Linked DNA regions of Drosophila melanogaster: region 2 is linked to region 1. Evidence: chromatin contacts called from public targeted proximity ligation data. All regions are on one chromosome and are shown on one strand. The core of a region is the stretch at or near the end of the contact, and the rest is flanking DNA. Distances in the headings are between cores, read along the strand shown.

The links.
Region 2: a targeted proximity ligation map of the Kc167 cell line shows a contact between it and region 1, with 5 times the contacts expected there. A contact is called at or near these places in 33 of 107 Hi-C or Micro-C datasets (the Clone 8 cell line, the Kc167 cell line, the ML-DmBG3-c2 cell line and 15 more) and 3 of 7 datasets of targeted methods (the Kc167 cell line and the S2 cell line).

Annotation. Positions count from the first base shown.
Region 1 is chr3R:11,241,930-11,248,794 of dm6, reverse strand. CG5214 reads right to left here and starts at 4,493. Exons shown (of 7, transcript NM_141807.2): 1 at 4,279-4,493; 2 at 3,905-4,008; 3 at 3,749-3,850; 4 at 3,135-3,674; 5 at 2,912-3,056; 6 at 2,402-2,707; 7 at 1,933-2,337. The coding sequence starts at 4,353. The coding sequence ends at 2,203. It overlaps CG17734, which reads left to right and starts at 4,796. Exons shown (of 2, transcript NM_169383.3): 1 at 4,796-5,013; 2 at 5,782-6,587. The coding sequence starts at 4,920. The coding sequence ends at 5,975. It overlaps scpr-A (SCP-containing protein A), which reads right to left. Exons shown (of 2, transcript NM_141805.2): 2 at 6,675-6,865. The coding sequence ends at 6,740. It overlaps lncRNA:cherub (cherub), which reads left to right. Exons shown (of 2, transcript NR_125141.1): 2 at 1-1,164.
Region 2 is chr3R:11,404,506-11,411,370 of dm6, reverse strand. It overlaps mRpL40 (mitochondrial ribosomal protein L40), which reads right to left and starts at 3,453. Exons shown (of 3, transcript NM_079594.5): 1 at 3,355-3,453; 2 at 3,045-3,290; 3 at 2,615-2,985. The coding sequence starts at 3,380. The coding sequence ends at 2,667. It overlaps pros (prospero), which reads right to left. Exons shown (of 7, transcript NM_001260116.2): 7 at 3,744-6,865. It overlaps mgr (merry-go-round), which reads left to right and starts at 1,496. Exons shown (of 3, transcript NM_141810.4): 1 at 1,496-1,689; 2 at 1,767-2,161; 3 at 2,223-2,579. The coding sequence starts at 1,603. The coding sequence ends at 2,325. Irbp (Inverted repeat-binding protein) reads right to left here and starts at 1,324. Exons shown (of 2, transcript NM_080512.5): 1 at 561-1,324; 2 at 1-315. The coding sequence starts at 1,233. It also overlaps snoRNA:Irbp-a.

The sequences.
Region 1 (6,865 bases), core at 3,244-5,743:
GTTCTATTGAAAGACATTCGAAATGAAAGAAAAGCAAAGAAAGCTAGAAAAGCATATCCTTCCCGGCCAGATCTACGCAAAGAGAGAGACAGATAGAGATAGATAGAGAGAGACAGCCAAACAAAAGGACAGGTAGTATGCGAGTATAGCATATATGCATATATTCCATAGCCAGAACAGGAGTAAAAGGACCACAATCGCGAAAAGTTAACATTTCGGACACAAGGTTGGGGATACCTAGTGTAATTGCTTAGACTTAAGAGTGTTGCACTAAGCCAAGTGCAGTGCCGACTGACCCCGCCCACAACAACGCCCCCCGTTGAGCAAAAAAAAAAAACCGTAGATAATGGAAATTTCCCATCGGGCAGACCAAAAAGATACATCTTAGGCCTCTTTAGACCCAAATGAAACAAAATGAAGACCTAAAGAAATGAAGAAAGAACAGGAACTACGATTAAGCGCGAATTGTACCACGTAACTACACTTTGTATCCCCTTAGTTAAGCTAAAATTATTCGAGATATATACGAGAAATTGCACAAAAAAAAAACGCACAAAATGCTAAAGAAAGGAAAACTAATGTAGATAATGCCAATCCTTTTGTCTAAAATTTCAACTCTTGGAAATTTCGCAATTGAATTGCGGAATATTTTAGACGAAACGATTGCCGCATTTTTTATGTGATTTTATACACACAATTCATTTGCACACAGAAGTATAATTATCTATATTTTATTTCGATAATCTCCCTACACTATCATTATCGTCGTCAGATTCAATTTCTTATATTTTTTTTTTCGACACATGTGATAAGCGAAAATGTTAAGCAAAACATTGGAAAAACGAATTTCAACCAGGACAAAAAAAAGAACCAAAATCAAAACTGTGTTAATCAATCTTTGATAGATCTACAAAAAAAATTTAAGTTTCAATAAGTAAGCTAAAAATACGAGTTTAATGTATACAAAAGTATCATTTGGCACAAATCCATCAAAATCACAATTAATCCTTTATACGAATATATATTATTTAAATTGTTATTTCAACCGTACAACCTCAAAAACACATAAATATTGTAAACATTAGAAATAGCGAGATTAAAAAAATACCAAACAAAAATCAATAAAATTGTACAAGCCAATTTGCTCTAATAACAAAACAATACAAACTGTCTTTTACTTAACTGTGCTATTATTAAGTGAGGATATTTGGAAAAGGGATTCCAAATGAAAGTGTGAATCTTCCAAGGGATATTTACGAAATCTGTAATAATGGTCACCACTTCTTCAAATGGTAAGAAAAAATTAATATATGTATATATTCGTCAGACATTATTAAAACTCTTATTTCCCCTCTTATCTCCCTTTAAATCTCTTATTTCAATATCTTCCTATAGTCTTTAAAATTATCTGAGAGAGCCAATTTAAATGAATCCCTGCCAGAGAGTGAATTGCTTTCAGTGATAAGTTTGCAACGCAGCAATGGATACATTTACCACCATATAAATTCGTGATTAGAATCAACAGCCGAGTCGATATAGCCATGTGATCTCTTCCGTTTCTATGCATATTGCATCTCCCGGGTTTAAAGTGTTTTTCTTTAGTACAGTATATTAGTCGGAACAGACCGGATGGGACCAAATTAATAATAATAATCGAAAAATACAAAACTATTCCCGTGCAAAAAGCCATCAGAGATAATTAATAATCACCTTCGCTAGACGCAATCCACTTAAAACTCAATTAAAGCCATACTCACATGACAAATTATTTGATAAGAATGTTTATAGTTTGTATTAAGATATATATAAATATTGCTTCAGATAAGATTACCAAGACATTCAATATGATCAATTTTTAGTTTCGCTACAAGCTGCCATTAATAGGTCGTTAGTCCAAAAAAAAAACCACTTCATTTGACAATCGAATGCATTGAGGTTGGTCAATATTCATCATCGATTTATTACGACATTCCATCGCAGCGTCTTAGGTTAACAATAACATTCAGTGCACAGGTTATGTTTAAGAAAAGATCCACGTTTGATTTATTATACTACATCCGTTGCTAAGAGTAGTTCGAATTCGGTTGATTTTCTAATTTTTGTGACGCTCGCAAAATGAAATAATAAATAACCAAAGACAGTTTCAAATTAAGAAGGCTAATATCAAATTAAGGCCGTGGACGTGTCTTAAGACAATTCACATTACAATCCGGCAACAATTATTGCTGGGTTCTCTACGGCAGCCTTTATTTTTCGCAGGAACAGGACCGCCTCACGTCCATCAATGATTCGGTGATCGTAGGTCAGGGCGATGTACATCATAGGACGTATCTTGACCTGGTTGGACAATGCAATGATTAAAATACAGCAGGTTGTTAAGCGAATGTTGAGGAGTCCTCACCTCTCCCTTGACAGCAATTGGCCGCTCAAAGATGCCGTGCATGCCGAGAATGGCACTCTGTGGCGGATTGATGATGGGCGTGCCCATCAGGGATCCGAACACTCCGCCATTGCTGATGGTGAAGGTGCCACCGTCCATGTCCTCCACGGTGATGGCATCACGCCTGGCCTTATCGGCCAGACCGGCCAGTGCGATCTCGATGTCCGCATAGTTCATGCCCTCCACGTTGCGGATGACGGGTACCACCAATCCACGGGGCGTAGCCACGGCCACAGAGATGTCAACGTAGTCGCGATACACGATGTCCTGCAAAATGAAGGCAATTATGAGCGCTTGGCAACACAGAAAATTCCACATTCATCATATCGCCACGGGAAATTGCATAAACAAATGCGACCATATAAGCTAAATGTTCGCCTGATAAGGCCATTTAAAAAAGCGTGGCAATCCAAACTACGTCACGGGCGATAAGAATATGATAAGCGGAGGGCGGGGCGGAGGCTTGTTTACCGTGCCATCGATGACGGCGTTCACTACGGGCTGATCCTGCAGCGCATAGGCACTAGCCTTGGCGAAGATCGACATGAATCCAAACTTAATACCATACTTCTTAGTGAACGCATCCAGATTCTGCTTTCGGAAGTCCATGGCATAGCTAAAAAAGAAACGATTATGCGTTTTATAGCTCAATTTCATGCTGTAGTTTCGTCACTCAGTTCGTTCAAGCACTCACCTCATATCAACCTCGTTGAAAGTGGTGAGCATGGCACATGTGTTCTGGGCATCCTTCAAGCGGGCGGCAATCTTTAGACGCATGCGGTTCATCTTGACACGCTGCTCGGACCTAGTGCCTAGGATCTGCCGCGATCCGTCCGCTGGTGGCACCTTCACCTGGGCGACGGCCGGTTTGAGTGCAGCCACTGGAGCAGGTGGCGGTGGTCGAGGGGCTGCCTTTGGTGGTGGCGGTGGTGGTGGCTTTGGTGCGCCGGCCGCAGGTGGTGGAGGTGCCGGCTTGGGTGCAGCAGCTGGAGCTGGTGCTGCTTTTGGGGCAGCAGGCGCAGGAGCAGCCGCTGGAGCAGCTGCCTTGGCGGGCGCTGCACCGGGCTTGATCTTGAACAGAGCCTGGCCGGGCTTGACGGTGTCGCCATCCTTCACCAGAATGTCGGTTAGAGTTCCGGAGAAGGGAGCTGGCACAGCCACCGTCGTCTTGTCGGTCTCGATTTCCATGACAGCCTCGTCAGCGGCGAATGAGTCACCCACCTTGCAAGTAAACCTGTTGCAGGAATTGATCGTTAATAGATGAGCATGAACCTGTTGCTTGAAACCAGCCCTGTGCCGTGGTCTTACTTGATGTCACCCTCGGCAATGGAGTCCGCAAAGGGTGGCACATTGACGGTCTGCTCCGACCACAAGCTCGACGTGGTGTGGATTCCCTGCCAGGTGAGAAGCCTAGGAATAAACAACTCTGGATGAAGGGACTCTTGTGGATAGTGAAGGACTTACCTGGTGGCCTCCTGGCAGCGATTCGAGCCATCCTGGCGAAGCAGTTGCTGCTGCTGGGCGGCGCAGGCAACTAACCGAGAATATTGGCGGATGCAGCGCTTTACCTGGCGGAAAGAAGCAAATATTAGTGATTGCACAACCAGGAGGCAACGTCGGCTGACGGGTCACGTGCAGCGGGCGTCCCAAACAAAAGTTTTTCCCATTTTTCAGCGGCGCACGCACACACACCCATACAATTACATAATCGGCGAGCGCCAGGCGGGCAGTGAATATGGGATAAAAATTGATATGTACATATATATCGCCGGAGCATATATCACACACCTGACGGGCCCCCTCCACCCGGCAATCCCCAGCCCGTCCACAATTTTTACCTCATTACTCCGCAGGGCTCGCATTCCCAAAGTTTGGGGCAGCCGTCTCGTTACGATCGAAATTATTCCCGTCATTGCTGCGACTCTGGTCCGCGAAATTCTGTTCGACGGTTGTTCTACTTTCAATTTATGTCAAAGCACTCGAATTTAAAACAGAGTTAGCGGCCAAGGCAAAGCAACGTCGATTTCTGCAGTCCGCCCCTTTCCCTTTAAAAAAATACCAATTTCTTATGTCATGACAGAAACGGCAAAAGCGTCACCTGGCGGAAAAGCGCGCAAAGCTTGCAAACAGCTGATAGCGGCTTTCGGTATTTTTATCTTGAAGTGCGGCCAGAACAGCAGCCAAACTATCGATGCCCTTGATAAGTTTTAATTGTGTATAATCAAAATAAATGCAATCTAATGTTTAGCAATAACCTGAGTAGTTAAGTGGTCTTAATATTTTTACAGATTAGCAGAACTTTAGAACTTTATAGACTATTTAAATATAGCTTACTCTGGGAAACCTTTCTGTGAGCGATAAGTTTTTGCTCTGGTCACACATTGCTCGAACTGCTGTCCATTGCAGAAAGTTTCGCGAACGTTGCCAAGCGATTAAACCGATCCGAACCGCCCGCGTACATAATATAATATTCGTGAAAATGAGTTCCAAGTCCCTTTTCGACAGCGAGGAGGATGCCGCTCAGGCCAACAAATTATCCAGGAAAGCAAAGGAATCGCCCTTCATGCTTGTGGGTGAGTTTTGCCAATTTCCGGACAGCGAAAGTTTTGCCGCCGTGACGTCACATGGAAACTTTTGGCTCAGCAGCCAGCTAGATACGCACATATCTACACACATTTACGAATGTACATTGCGTGTGCGGCGGGGAAGTCGGCTAATCTTGACCTTGGCCATGAGTTTAACGTCAATTTGGGGTCACTTTTTGATGTCACTGTGTGACATAACGGTGAATGCAGTATGATCCGTAACTCGTTCTGGAGAGCGAATGATGTAACAGGAGTATTTCGAAATTCACGCAAATCGCAAGGCAAATGAGATTATCACATCCGTGACGTCACGTAGCCATCTGATCTTTGCGCGTGTTCGAATGTTCAGCTCTCTTGTCTGCGTATGCGACAATTAACAGCTGACGCTGACAAGTGCTGACTATTTGAGAGATTTCATCGTTTTAGCTATTAAAAAGATTACAGTAAAATGCGCCGCTTTAAAAATTTTCGAATAGTTTCCGAAGATATGGATATTGCTTGAAATAAACAGTTTCCTAAAGAGCTTTATATTTTAGTTAGAATATAAAATGTTACATTATGTGATTCTATAATATTATCTAAATTCTAGCTTCATTTTTGGCAGCACTAGATTCACATAATTAGTATTTACTTGTATGATTTTATTTGCGCAACGTCTGGCTTTTATCAGCTGTTTCGCGCAGTCAGCTAGCAACAACAAGCAATCCGCCGCATGGACAATAGAAACTAATCGGTGATTCGCACCTTCACTCACAGGTATTACCGGATTCGTGGCCGCCGGATTGATTGGAGCGTACAAGTACCGGAACCGCGGAACGATGAGCACCAGCGTCTTCCTGATGCAGCTGCGAGTCGCCGCCCAGGGAACCGTCGTCGGATGTCTGACCCTCGGACTGGCCTACAGCATGGCCAAGGAGTACCTGTTCGACAAGGCGCCCAAGGAAAAGTAATGGACAGTTCCTACTTAGTTAATACTAGCTGTAGCTTAAGTTGTTTTAACCGCGTACAGAAAGAATCCTGAATCCCAATCCCAATTGAATCCCCAATACAATTGTTTCATATTTATGTCTATTTCCAAATGCTTTCGGTTTCCACATGTCTATTAACATTCACTGAAACGCATATTCCCATATTCATGACTGTCTATTTAGTTTTCATACGTTTTGATTTATTTATTTCCCCTATTTGATTTACTCTTAATTTTAGCACAAAGTCATTGACTAACTAAAGACCATCTGATTGCTCGGCGTCCCTCTCTAAAAATCACAAGATGACATCGGCTAGATCACTTACACATAAGCAATCAGACCCTCTATTTATTGCATCATCATGGTTCATACCGATCCACTTGGATAGAATCACTGGAGGGCAGGACTCTCGCAAGTATTCCCGAGCGTTCAAGCCCACAACATTAGATACAGTTTTGTAAACCTGCGTAAGATTGTGATATTGTGTGTTTTAATGTACAAGTTGAACATCCAAACGAAAGCTGTCGAAGCAGACGACAAGATGATAAATACCTCTCGCATGATATGATATACTTAAATAAATCAATTTAGACTAAAAGAAACCACCCATACGTTTTTTTTACTATCCGGGCCAACATTTTTAAACCCATCCTAAAACTATAAAATCAACGGCCGAGATTTCAAATGATAAGCTCTTTTAGCTTTTATTTGCCAACTTAATTATGGACTAAGAATCGAAAAAGCATTTACATCGTCTGTGTGTTCTCGATGACCTTCTCGTTGTCGTAGATCTCCTTGGCGTAGCACAGATTGGGGTAATCGTAGGCAGCTCCATATCGGTTCTTGCAGCCGGTGGTTGCCTTCTCTCCCGG
Region 2 (6,865 bases), core at 2,204-4,703, 160 kb before region 1:
TGTACCAACCGCCCGTCACCTTAATCTGATACTCGTGCTCGATATCCTGCGAGCCATCGTCCTTTTGTTTTTGCACCGTAATCACTCGCTTAGTACGCACCACACTGTTGTCCCTGCGCAGGATTTGCACTTTGCGCGGATAGGCGCGTCGCTGAAAGTAATTGTAGTACTGTACGGACATGGATAGGTTGGGGCCCAGATAAAAACTGAAGTGGCCCAGGCATCGGCGAAGGAAATCCTGCTTCAACTTACGATCGGACAGGATTTCGCGCAGCATCTGGGCATCTGGCACCTGGAAGGCGTCCAGTTCGATAGCTGCAAAAAAGGTCCTCATTAAACATCATCTAGTGTACGGATTGCTATATATTTATTTTATTATTCTTGTAAGCCAATCCAAAACCACGAACCAATTGAGCTTCACTTGGATGCGGGTGAATGATTGCTTATATTTGATCTACGAAGTCTTAAAACCTTTCAGGCGAAAATTGAACGCCAAACAGGGGAACAGACTTCGCACATTAAAACCCATAAGAAATGAATAGCAGACTTAAAGGACTTACCTCTTGACAACGTGATGAACTCCTTGTAAAACGGCTCGTAGTCAAAGTCATCGACCATGGGAATGACATGAAACTCGAACTCCTTGCCCTCCAGATCGCTGGCCTTTTGCAGGGCAGCCTGGAAGTGATTGCTGTTCGATGGATGAGGTTCCCTGACGTCCGTGACATAGGCGATCTTGGCGTTGTTTAGCTTCTTGCCGCACTTTTCCAGCATCTCGATGCAGAGCCGGATCATAAGGTCAAACCTGCCGCGACCATCGGGTTCCGCCAGGCCATACACATCGGCGAACTGCGTCTCCACCCCGCCCATGAATTCCAGATAGTGCTCCACAATGGGTTTGGTTAGTTGGCGAAGGGGCAAGAACACTGCGCAGTTATCCGGCATTACGATGTTGTCCAATGCACTGGCTTCCAGCGGCGGCGGACTGTGCTTGGTGTTGGCGAAGATGAGTCCGATGAGGTCCTTGTCGTTAACCAGAAGTCCGGATATAAAGGCCGTCCGGATGATGTTCAGTGCCTCCAACAGGCGCTCCACGCCGGCTGTCTGAAGATTGGCGTCTACCACGAACAGAATGGCCTCGCGCCCATGGTAGTCCCGCTTCATGGACACATCCTCCTCGTCCTCGGACCCAGACAGCAGGTCCACATCGTTCTCCGGATTCCAGGTGCTCATTATGCGGCTTCTTTAGATTGCTAAAAATCTGACTTTCCGCTAATTTCACAAGAAGGCGGGCGCGCTTATCGTCGCTGTTGTTATCGATTGAGCTAGGGATGAGAGTCACGAAGAGAATTGATATATATTTAAATTTATTTAGACATTATTTAATGTTTTTAACATATTATATTATCCCAACGTTTATTTATATAATTATTTTAATATAAGTTAGTTTTACATTTTTATACGAAGTTGACCACCACCTTTCGATGACAGCCATTCAATCGATTGTTCCATCGCAATTTTGACTCATCGACTTTTACAGCGGCAGGCTGACCTCCTGAAAATTAAATTGCATTTGTAGACGGCACGGCTGAAGGCAACAGGATGACAGGAATAATGGACTCGGTGGAAATGCCCAAATTACCGGAAAACCAGAAGACCTTCGCCGGCATCCCGGAGGCAGTGTTCCTGGTGAGTGGTCCTAACCTACAAGCGTGCACCTGCAGCTGGACACTGCAGGCTAATTCGTGGTTCTTGGGCCCTTGCAGGAGGAGATCGACACCTTCATGTCGCAGCCGGAGAACGAAAATTGCGAAAAGGTGCTGCAGCGACTGGACGAGCAGCACGGCAAGTATCGATTCATGGCCTGCAATCTGGAGGCGCGGCGGCGCAAGTTGAAGTCTCAAATTCCGGACCTGGAGCGCTCCCTGGAAATGGTCAATGTGCTTCGCAAGGAGGACGAGGAGCGCGAGACGCAATTCCTGCTCAGCGACCAGGTGTTCATCAAGACACTGGTGCCGCCCACGAAAACAGTATACCTCTGGCTGGGGGCCAGCGTGATGCTGGAGTATCCGCTAGACGAGGCGGAGGCTCTGCTGAACCAGAACATCACATCGGCCGTGGGCAACCTAAAGTCCGTGGAGCACGATCAGGATTTTCTGAGGTCAGTTCGAGTGCTGTTATTCAAGTTACTTGTTTTATTGTATTATAAATGTATATTTTAGGGATCAAATCACAACTACGGAGGTGAACATGGCGCGGGTCTACAACTGGGGCGTGAAAAAGCGGCAGGCCGCTACCAAGACCACCGCCACTACCCCATCCTAAGGAGACCCACCCAAATCCCATCCCAAGATCAACATCGGTAGCAGCCACTCGCATCTTATTTATTTCGACAGTACACCGCAAGGGCTCGGCAGGCGATTCCACCTGGCTTATTCTTGTTCTCCACTGATAGCAATAAAACCGCCACACAAACGCATCAAGCTGACTCCAAACGAGATGCCTATTCCGGAGGAATGTAATATTTTAATTTGGCTACGGGCATTTAACTGCATGTAAACCGAATAAACGGCGAACGCAATTCATTGAGAGTAAAGCCGAATTCACAAATCATAGGATTAGGGTTCAGTTTATTTCAAATCTTTAACATCCGGAACTTACACGCCTCATTTGACCTCCCACTTCATGGATTGGTGCAGGTAGTCGCCATCGGGACTGACGTAATCCTTAATGGGGGGCGTGGCAACGGGTCCTTTGACGGCGACGGGCAGCAGCTGGGGATCGATATCGATGGCCGCCTGGTAGAGCTCCTCGGACTCGCGCCGAAGTTCCGCCAGCGCCTTGTTTTGCGCCTGGACCAGCCGGTCGATGATCTGAAAGTCTGCTACGCGCTCGTCGTGCTTGTAGTGCGCCCACTGCTTCTTGAGGAGAGCACGTTCCTCCAACTGGTCGATGGTCAGTGGAGCTAGCTTCCGCTGCCGTTTGCTGAACGATAGGATAGCATTACATCTCAGCATATGAGGGAAACCCGTATGAGAACCTACTCCTTTTCGTCGATGAGCTCCAGTGGAACCTCCAGTTCATCCACGGGCTTCAGCTGACGGGCATTCTTCTCCAGCCGGCGAATCTGCTTTTCGATCTTCTTCTTCTTGCGATCCTCGCGCTGCTTGACAATCTGCGGATCCAGTTTCTTCTTTTTCTTCAGGGGCTCCGCACAAAGAACTGGTGTCGTGTGGAGGCAACGTGCAAAGGCGGCACCGGCGACGCCGCCACTTCTCTGCAGACTCAATCTGAGACAGAAGGCAGGTGGGGAGTGAGTGATTGTGTGACCAGGGACCAGGTGCATTCACTTACCTGGCAAAGGCGCCCAGCAGCGACATTTTTAATAAACAAATGTGGAAAAAACCTTTGCGTAATGTACGAACAGCTGTTTTTGTTGCTGTTCAATGTCCTAGCGATGGACCTATCTCGATTGACCAGTCTAATTGGAAAATCGATAAGTCCAATGTAAAATGTAGAAAACAGGACGGCAAATATGGAAATACTGAAAAAATACCGCCGAATATCTGAGTACGTTATTTTCAAAATATCCATACAAATTACGCATACGACATGTTGCACAACGAAATCTTTCTCAGATTTTCTACTTTTCAACATTTTAGGCCTGCTATTCATATTCCCATATTGTTTCAGTACTTACCACTCACTTTGCCAAGATAAAACAATGCATTTACTATTTTTATACGATTTTAAAACTTTATTTTTAAAGATGAAAATAAACAATATAGTTTTATTGTGTGTTTTTTTGTATTTTTTTCTTAGTAAATTTTACATAATTTTTCAATAAAATAAGTTTTGTTTTTTTTCGATTAAAAATGTCATATTGTAGTTTAGTGTTTTCCTCTTGTTTTACAATTTCCATTCCATTACACATTTTTAGTACGATGTCTATCGATTTTGTCGCTTGCATAAATATAAATTTGTATGTTATTATATTCGCTTATATCCGAAATACTGAATTTACCTCATACATATTTTCATTCATTTTTGTGTGGTGATGGTGTCGTGTGGTGTGGTGTCGATTGCTTTTGCTTTGCGCTAAATGCATTCTCTAAATGTAAATCCAAATTTCGATTTTCCGTTTTTCGGGACTTTTAATCATTTAATTGCAATTTTTCGTTTGCGCTAAATGTACAATTTTGATCGATTTATCCGATTTAGCGGGAACAAAACTGGTCCAAAAGTCTAAGTTTATTTTCAATTTGTTGGCCTGAAATGCGTTTCCGAAGTTTCCAAAAGTGTAAACCAAACCAAAGTTTATAAAACGGAACCGAAATCGAAACCGAAACCAAAACGTGGCTTATACATATATCGCTATGGTTCATTCGAAATGAGTTAGTTAATCATATAAAGTTAGTATATCGTACTATCGTAAGTGTATACGCGACATAGTCGATTGTGAAATTTTCTCGTTTCCCAACTTTGTATGTTTCCACCGCGTATTACATTCATATATGTTTGCTTTGCTTGATTTTATTTTTCCATTACTTTTGGTTTTCTTTTCATTACTTTGCTTTCTTTTCGTATTGTGGTAAATAGTAATGTGTGAGTTTTTTTGTGGGGCAAGGGGATACAGGGGATTGGGTGTTGGTAAATCGGGAAATTGGAAAATTGGGATACGTTTCCTATTGTTAGTACATATTCTTATAAATTTAAACTGTGTGTGTGAAGTGACTTGATTCAATCGTTTTACTTGGCCTTCAGCTTCTGCGGAAGAGAAGGTCCTGCGGTAGTATGTCAAGTTGGAATTTCGAAAATGTCAACGTCTTGTGCTGGCCTTCAATTTCGCTTACTTCGCACTAATCAAATTTGAAATCAATGTGTGTTTAAATCTCAACTTAGTATAAATTAGGGTAAATCGTATATGCGTACGCGGGGTTTTTTTTCCCATTTATTACTCATATAGCTCCGGATTTTCGAGGATTACTAGAGTTTGGCATTTATCCCCGCATTTTTGCATTTTCCGGAGCTCTTCTTCCACCACTTAGCTTACAATTACATTATAAAAGTTATCTCTAAAGTTGTTTGTACTATTGCTTGGAAATCATTCCGGTCTATTGTTGTCTTTTAACTGAAAGTTTTCATTTTTCTATATTTCACAATTTTCAAATGTTCGCATGTTGTTTTTGCTTGCTTAATTGAACATAAATCAATTTCTTGGCTCGATTTGGTTTCACTTGGCCCTTGGGGGGGCCAATACATTTTTGATCGTTTGCATCCATCAACCGAAACGATGCATTCTCCCGCCCCCCCGCTCATTGAATTTCGGAGCAGAGTGGGCGGGGCTGTGTTCCTCAAGTCGATCTTTTGTCAATCCTAAAGGTTGGCCGAAACGGTTTAATTCGTTTGAAAAGTTGTAAGCAAAGAACCCTTTACACACCTCGGTGTGTCCTTGTATTCTGATGGCTAAGGTCGTTGTGTCGCTGTGTTTGTTTGTGGTATCGTAATCGTTCGGTTATACAATGTTCAGCTCAAAGGAATATACATACTTATATACATGGAGTATCTGTGTGTGTGTGAGTGTGTGGAAGGTGTGTTGTGTGTCACATAATCAATTTTAAATTTTGCTAATTTTTGCTAGTTCTTTCCCATCGTCGACTAAAAAAACGATTACGATGCTGCCAACTCAAGATCTACGGTAGGTGTATGTCTGCAGTGTGTGTGTCAGGGGTAGGAAAAAGCACAAAAGTGGGAAACGACAGGTTTCCCCCTTCGTTTCTGGAAAGTCTTATAGTTTATCTGCGATCCTGTGTCGCTGCGCACTCGCGTTTCATTTTCATTTTCTGAGAGTCGCTAGTTCCGAGTCCTTAAATATAGTTCGCTCTATATCTAATTGCCACCTCTTCAGTATGCCGTTCGCAGTTCATCTCGTATCGTTCTTCGAATAACTTTGAGTTGAATACTTAGTTATTCGCATCTAAATCTAAATTAAATGTAGCATAGTACATGCAAGTGTCAGTGTGGCTGTGTTCTTGTGGTTTTAAGTACATTGATAGATGAGCAACTCAGCGCTATAGGCGTATGTATGGGGTATGGGGTATAGGGGGTATACTCGGGGTGTCTATATCCAAACCTTTGTTGCTGCTTTCGCTAGTCTAAATAATTAATTTTCCCATACATTATGTTCGTCTAAATCGAGTTTTATGTGAATTTCCATTCGCTTACATACTAAAACTAAATACATACATATTTTTTCCGCTTAATTAGGTAGTCAATTACAACTTTTTGCTAGGGAAGGATGCGAAAGTAAATGTTTAAGATGGCTTCTAAGAGATTTGCGATCGATTTTCCTTTGCATTTTTAGCCCATATGCGTGAGTTCCTTCGGAGAGACGGTGTGACCAGGCCAAAGAATGAAGCAGTTATGGTTTTTGCTTAATTTCCGGTCTATTTGGAGCCCTTTCTCTACGTTTACGTTTCCGCTTTCGCGTTCACCATCGTCATCGCTTAGTTTTTGTTTAAATTTTTATACTTTTTACACGTTTAATTTCTTTATACAATTTTTGTGTTATAATTTCATCCTCCGCGTTGGTTTTAGTTACATAAAAAATTAACAGTTTTTAGTTTTGGTATTTTCTTTTTGTTTTCTTTTGTTTTCATTGTTACTTGAAGGCACTTTAGATCGGACGTTGTGGCCCCATTTCAAAAATTGCTTTTCACTTGCTCAACTCGTGTATCACGTTGCCGCTTGCTGCTTGCTGCTTGTGTTGTGTGTTGCTGTTGCATGTTGCTGTTGCATATTGCATGTTGCTCGAGTGCTATGGAGACGTGGTCGCAAAAAAACAAATTAACAACAAAAGCCTAAT